2 separate regions of the Mus musculus genome follow, and region 2 is linked to region 1. A link is a contact called in public promoter capture Hi-C data. All regions are on one chromosome and are shown on one strand. Each heading gives the region's core, a stretch centred on a gene start, on an enhancer-like site or on the middle of the called end of the contact. The rest is flanking DNA. Distances are from core to core; before and after follow the strand shown. Region 1 holds the start of Susd4 (sushi domain containing 4). Region 2 holds the start of Mtarc2 (mitochondrial amidoxime reducing component 2).

What was found. Promoter capture Hi-C pulls out the DNA fragments that hold promoters and counts their contacts.
Region 2: a promoter capture Hi-C map of embryonic stem cells shows a contact between it and region 1, with 10 times the contacts expected there. The contact joins the promoter of Mtarc2 here to the promoter of Susd4 in region 1. A contact is called at or near these places in 2 of 39 promoter capture datasets (embryonic stem cells and liver) and 1 of 9 other capture datasets (liver).

What each region holds. Positions count from the first base shown.
Region 1 is chr1:182,762,529-182,766,147 of GRCm38.p6, reverse strand. It overlaps Susd4 (sushi domain containing 4), which reads right to left and starts at 1,932. Exons shown (of 9, transcript NM_001356461.1): 1 at 1,752-1,932; 2 at 960-1,142. The coding sequence starts at 1,107.
Region 2 is chr1:184,844,077-184,847,695 of GRCm38.p6, reverse strand. It overlaps Mtarc2 (mitochondrial amidoxime reducing component 2), which reads left to right and starts at 1,788. Exons shown (of 8, transcript NM_133684.4): 1 at 1,788-2,150. The coding sequence starts at 1,879. Gm34451 (a long non-coding RNA gene) reads right to left here and starts at 1,849. Exons shown (of 2, transcript XR_865818.3): 1 at 1,459-1,849.

The DNA.
Region 1 (3,619 bases), core at 683-3,182:
TCATTTACGCCAAGCAATACTTGTGTTTCGTCAAATGACAATCTATCTACTTAGGCATCCTCTGTATTTCGGCTAGGAGAACGCAAGCCTGTCCTTCACAAGCCCACATCAGCAATGTCTCAAGGAGGATCCGGAACAGGCAGGAATGATGGACGGTGGTGCACAAGGAAGAAAGGGGGAGACTTAAGGGGGAGAAATTCAGACCGGAACTCCATCTGTCTTCCTTGACCACAACCAAAAGATAGCCCTCTCGCTTGGAATCAAGCATATTATAGATTAGCCGCCTTACAGGGACTGGGGCTATCAATTTGGTTTCAGAACTTCCACTTCACAGAAGAGTCCTTGACTTAATCCCCACCGTAATTCAGACCTCGCTAAGCAGTCTTCCAGAAACATACCTGAAGGGAACTCTGCAGCCCTTCCCCACCCCCAACAGTCACAGACATGCCTCAGCACACCACCTCCAAGAAAGAGAAAGTTAACTTTCAAATAAACCTGTCCTTCAACTGGTCTGACCATGTTTTCAGACCCTTCACATTCTTCAAGACGGTTTATTCTAAAGTAGTTCAAATCCAGAAGCCCAAACCTGACCTGTGTGTGAAGGGCAAAGATCAAGGGTCGAAGGGCTACAAATACACTGCTTCCCCCCACCCCCACCCCCACACACTCCTTTGATCCTCTTTTTCCTCTGGGCCAAAATGGGAAAATGTGCCAGGCTTCTTATCCTTCCTTCAGAAAAGCCCAATTGGGCTGCCGGTGGGTGTGCGAACCTACACCGGTTCCACACAATTTTCTGTGAACTCCAGGGGTTTTGCAGAAGGCTGGGACACAGGGACTCTATTTCTCAGGCACCCCTAAAGTCTGCACGTATGCAGAAGGCGCAGTGCTGTCCGGTCGGTACAGTCTCCCCTCCCTGCTGGGCCATTCAAAGCTCCCCCCACCACAGCGGGGTCACTCACCACCCGTGAGCTGTGCAGGGCCAAAGCACAGCGCCAGTTGAAACCACAGGATCACGGCCAAGAGTCTCTGGGGGGACTGAGGCTGCTGTTGCTGCAGCTGCTGCTCTAGAAATCCATCTCCATTGCTCGGGTTCATTCCATGATACATCTTTCATCCACAGAGGGCATCCAGCTTGCGAGAGTCTGCAACCAGGAGCGGAACACGACAATACCCCGGGGTTGCCCGGGCTCTGGGGCCAAGCTCTCCCTCCTCCACCCTGGGGGCCCGGTGCCTGGGCTTTGCGGGCTCCATCCCATCCCATCCCTGTTCGCCCCTGCGCAGCCCCCGCCCCCTTTCCCACAGCGAGATCCTCCCTGCCACCCCCCATGCAGGGTCCAGAGAGTAGCAGCCACCATGGGATACTGCGCGTGCGGGAGGGATGGAGGAGGGGAGAGAGGACAGGGGTTAGTGCACACTGGCTCTGTGCTGGTCCCCGGGATTCAGCGGCTCTGATCATGACAGGAAAGTCTAAAGCCTTATAGCATCAAGCGGCTGAGAAAACACTTTTCCCCGGGCCTGTACATTTCACTCTGAGGAATCTCACAATGTGCCCCCTGCTGCCCCTGGATACTTCTCTGCTTTTCCAAGGATTGGGAGGCTCCTATTGCCCCAGTCCCTTATGAAATCTGAGCTGTTATTTTTATTTTAAAAATTCCTCCCTTAGGGGAGCTGAGCCAGGAGCCAACTCGCCCAGCCCGGCCTGCGCACGCCTCCCCGGGGCAGGCAAGCCCCTTCCGGGCTCCGGCTCTTACCTGTGGGTCTCATGCATGCAGCTTCCTTCCCTCCTCCGCCTCCTCCCCCCGCCAGTCTAACCCGCATCTGTGCGCGACCTCTGCTGCCGCCTCTGCGCGAGCAAGCAAGCGAGCGAGCGAGCAAGACAGAGGAGCGAGCGAGCGAGCGAGACGGAAGCCTCGGCGGCTGCCGGGCTACACCGCCCCCGCCCGTCCCGCCGCGCGCTCCCTCCCCGGGCTCCCCCGAGTGGCCGGGGGCGGGGGTGACGAGGGCCACGGCTGCCGGGCTGCGCGCGCCCGCTACCTGAGCTCGGGAGCGCGCGGCGGCGGCGCGGAGAGGGGGAGGAAGGGACGAGGCCCGGGCGCGCGCGGGAAGGGCAGGGGCGCGCGGGCCTGCACGCGCCTCGGCGGGTCCCAGCCAGCGCCGGTAGCAGGGGTAAGGGGATGGCGTGGGCGGAGGAGGACGCCGTGGCCAATGGGAAGCCGGCGCGCCTGCACCTGTCGGGCACGAGTCGCCAGGCGGCGGCACACACGCACACGCATTCACACACGCGCATACGCGTATGCACGCACACATACCCAGGCACACGCACGCGCACACACCGCAGGTCTGCGCCGCGATCCTTCACCAGTGGCCTCTGGAGCCCTTAGCCCCGTGTGTGCCACCAGAGGCTGTGACCTCGAAGGTGGAGGTGGACAGGATGATCCCACCCAGGACCATCACCGATGACAGGGTTAACTTGAATGGGGCGGTGTAAGCACAACCCTTGCTGCTAAAACCTCAAGTTCTTGGTGACCCCGAACATCTCCACGGGTGTGAGCTTCCCCTAGAGCCCAGTGGACAGCCCGAGGAGGCTGGGTCTCTGTCTCCCGTCCCTTGCACCGTCGGCATTTTCCCTCTTGGCTGCCTTGGAGATAGACGCAAGCATCTCTCGGAGCTTTCTCTTGAGAGGCTCTCCCTCAGGGAGACAAGTGACCGGGCAGTGAGATGATGGGTGCCAATGCGGGAAAGCTGGATATCACCGGAAGCTTATTTCCTTTGGGTAAGAACCCGAAAGGATCAGGGGTCCCCAGGAAAGAACGTTCCCCTGGTCAGCGGTCCCTTCCTGGTGTCTTAAGTTCAGCCTGCTGCTAGCTCTGTTCTCCCAACCTTTGCTGTTCCCCAGCAAGCTAGACCTCCCTCTGAGGTCTGGGCCGGCTCCTAGGGTACTTGTGTGAGCCTTGGTGATTAAGGGGTGTGCCTTAATGAGGTAGGGCCGGCAGGCAGTATTTTTGAACCACTGGATCCCCATTATTCTGTAGCAATTTGTGGATATGAAAAACCATGTTTCTGATACAGCCACCAAATCATCTCGTCCTTCTATCGACTTTCCCAAAATCTCACATACTGAAGGTAGTTTGGAAATTACAGCTTTTACCGTGTTGGCTTTTACTGCGAGTAATTTTAACAAATTCTTGCAGGAGAAATTAGCTTTTAGTAGATAAATCTAGTTCAATGTTGTTGATTTTTTTTTTCGATTTGTAAAATTGAGATGTCAGCTTTGCACGGAGTAAGTTGAACAGTTTTGGTTATCACAAATGCATTTCTGCTAAAGCCTGAACTCTGAAGCCCAAAGCATTACTTGGGCATTTTTCTGTGTTTCCAAGGTCCTAAGATTGTTCGCTGCAAATTGAATATTTATTCTAGCTTATTCTCAATAAAATATCTACCGTTTTAAAAATAGCTGTCAGATCCACAGGGCATAAAACTATTTGTTGACCATGCAACAAATGTATCTGAAGTCTGCCGCTTAGCTGCAACAATCGGCTTATAAGACTACCAGGGCCAACAGGACCATCCAAGTTCATCTGTCCCAAGCCTGGGATCTGCGCTTAAGTCTCCTTTCTGA
Region 2 (3,619 bases), core at 539-3,038, 2.1 Mb before region 1:
ATATAGGTCATTATAATACTATATAACACATACTCCTGGGAAGAGATTTAAGATGCTTATGAGATGCTAATGCATGAAGATGTAAGTGGAAATGTGGCTACACACACACACACATGTGCACACACACATGTGCACACACACTGGTTTAAGCAAATGTTTTTCTTAAAAAAAAAACCTCTTCTCCAGCAGGTGGCTTAGTCCTACTTTGGAGGGGACAACAGATTGGCCTCCTCAAGAGGCCTTGGACAGATTATGTCTTGATGCAAAGAACCATCCTTTGAAAAATAAACCAACTCCCATCCTATGTAAGAAAGTCTGTTCTTATCCCAGTAGTCTGCTTGAATGAAATTTTTACAAAATAATGGCAGACATCAGTTAAACTGTGAAGCCTGGGTTTTATCCATCAAGTAACTATTGACAGAGTGTGTGTCTGTAGTGGGGATGAGCTCAGATCTAGTAGGCATTGAGCTTTTCAGAGGGAAAGTGAAGGGGCAGAGAAGGGGGGGGGGAACACGTGCTACATGGGTAGGCTCTCTCAGTCTGTGTCACCTATCAGAAGCAAACACACTTGCTCTGCCAGTTACAGAGGTTGGGGCTCTGTCCTGTCTTTCCTCCCATGCAGAAGTCTGTCGTCTCTGGTGACTGTCCACGCAGCAGAATTCAACATTCTAAGCCCTTGGCTATTTTAAAATTTTTATTTTTATTTTAAGTATGTGGATGTTTTTGCCCGCATGTATGCCTGAGTACCACCTGTGTTCCAGCTATCTGCGGGGGGCAGAGAGAGTGGGGGTCTGCAGGGGGCAGAGAGAGTGGGGGTCTGCAGGGGGCAGAGAGAGTGGGGGTCTCTTGGCACTGGAATTGCAGACAGATACGATCTGCTATGTAAGTACTGGGAGTCCATCTGGGTGCTCTTAACCACTGAGTCATTTCGCCATTTATTTATTTAGCGTTTATTCTCCCCCTGTCTCCTCTTTCTGTCTCTCCATGTACACCTCCCACCCTCTCCTCTCTCGTGTCTCTTGTCTCAGTCTTCCCCTCCCCTTCCCAGTCCCCCTCTCCTTCTCCCTCCCACTCTCTCTGTTTGTTCAAGAAATGGTTCCCTCCCTTCTATCACATGGCTCCCAGGGACTGAATTCGAGATGTCAGTGTTGGCAGCCAGGACCTTTATGGGTTGAGCGGCTTTCAACTGATGAGTTAATCATTGATGCTTCTGAGACAGGTCCTGGCCATCAATAGCCCACCGTGATCTTGAACTTGGGGCTATCTCTTAGCCAAAGCCTGACATTTGGATTCCGTTTAGATCGTTGTCTGAGAAAAGTCGACCAGAGTCCTCTATTCGGACCTCAGCAAGTGGTAAGCTCTGGCAGCCTTTCCCTTCCTTGCGCTGTCTTAATTGGCTGGTGTACCTGTAACCTCAGGTCACGCTGCCAGAAGCCGCGCCAGTAGTTTTGTCTCTACCTGCAGAGATGGAAGCCGAGCGTTCCAGAGAGTTGCGCGATCTTCGGGAGACCTATCCCAAAGTTGTCCCCAGGAAACATTCCTCCATTCTGCTTCATTTCAGTGCAGCAGCTTCTTGCACAATTGAGTGTGCTCCTTTTAGAAGCAAAAGGGTTAATGAGTGTAGCAGGTTGAAGAGTCATGGGGGGAGGGATCACTTTAAAGGCGGACAGAGACAAAGTAAAATGAAAGTGACCACCCCACGCTGTCACCCGCGATGGGCGTGGGCCAGGCTCCGCCGACACTGATCTGGACGTGAGCAGCATAAGTTTGACAGGCAGTGCGGCTGCGCCAACCCTGGCTCCTCCCACACTCCCGGAGCCTTAAGCCCCGCCTCGACACCGCGGCCCAGTAGCCCAGGCCTGCCCGGGATAGTGTAACATGGGTTCCTCCAGCTCTACGGCTCTGGCTCGCCTCGGCCTCCCTGGGCAGCCGCGGTCCACCTGGCTCGGCGTCGCCGCGCTGGGGCTGGCTGCGGTGGCGCTGGGGACCGTAGCTTGGCGTCGCACGCGTCCCCGGCGGCGCCGGCAGCTGCAGCAGGTGGGCACGGTGTCGAAGGTTTGGATCTACCCGATCAAGTCCTGCAAGGGGGTGTCGGTGTGTGAGACCGAGTGCACGGACATGGGGCTGCGCTGTGGCAAAGTGCGCGACAGGTACGCCGAGCCCCGCACTGCACCGGGCGCGAATGGGCCGGGGCGAGGGAGGTGGGGCCTTGCCTATCCTTGCTCGGAAGTGTGAGACCTGGAACCAGGCGCCCCTCGGTGAGTGCAAACTTTGTGAGCCTGAGCCTGGAGCAAGTCGAGAGAGGAGTTCCGTACTGCAAGCTGTGTTCTCCCCAAACCTAGAAAGTAAGGGTTTGTTGCTTCTGGGAAACACACATATGGGAAAGAGATGACAGCAGTTACAGCACGGTGCACATTGACGAGCGTGTTCAAGTTGAAATCTAAGTTTGCAAGCCCAAATATGTCTGTGGGGAGACCTTCCGGGAGGAGAATTTTAGTTTTACCACATGCAAATTTACTCTAAAGCGAAACAGAGCGCCTGGATTTCGGCCCCCACCCCTTTCGGCTTCACAGAACTGAGGCTTGTTGCCTGAATTCTCTGGGCTGTCGAGCTTTGATCCTTTAGCTGCGAAGCCCGTGCTTCTGGCTAAAGTAGTTTTGGAAAACTGAGTTGGAGCATTCCTGGAACCCTGGGGGGTGGGGGGGGGGGGGGAGACTCCCCTGTCAGCTGTCCGTACAGCTCTCCTAACTGTAGGACACTAGAAATATAAAATGCCATTGGCTGAGCGTTTTCAAGAACATCGGGCCTTCCCTCTAGTTCTGGTGACCACTTGAACGAGTAAGGAGCAGAATTACACGGTTTGCCGGGGGTGGGGCGAGGGAGGGGTTGTGGTAGATGGCGATAGAGAGCTAGTCACAAACGGGTATGAAATAATAATAAAGGAGGTTAGAATAAAAAAAAAGAGTTTAGTTCTGCTACAGAATAAATTTATAGATCAGGAATTCCGCTCATGGATTTTCCATTCCTCATTGGCGGCCTATGTTTGCAATGCTGGGAGGTTTGGGTTTAAATTATCATTTACTGAGGGCCTGGGGATATAGCTCCGTTGGTAGGAGAGAGTGTTTGCCAAGGGTTCGTGAAGCCCTGAATTTTATCCTCCAGCATCCAAGGGAGGCATGGTGGCACATGCCAGTCATTTCCACACAGGAGGATCAGAAGTTCAAGGTCACTTCCAGGGAAGCTGTAGATTTGGGTTCAAGGCCTGCCTGAGCTATATGAAAACTTGTGTATATACTGAAATGAAATAAAATGAAATAAAATACTACCATTCCTCGAGAGTCCCATCCCTGTCCAAATGAATTGAAATCACCAAGAATGGAGAATCCCCCCAGGGGATTGTTCTGCTATAATGAAATGGTTTCCTGCGAGATCATTGTGAGAAAGATGTTTAGAGTTTATTAAAGTGTGGAGGTTAAGATCTCTGCGGTCAGGAAGACCTTGGGTACCTGGTACTGGATACTGTACAACACCCAGGGGGTTCTGAGGCCCACCGTGTTAACCAGAGGTGGCAAGGCAGATGTGAGCATCTTTCCTCTCACCTAGGAACCCTGGGGTATCT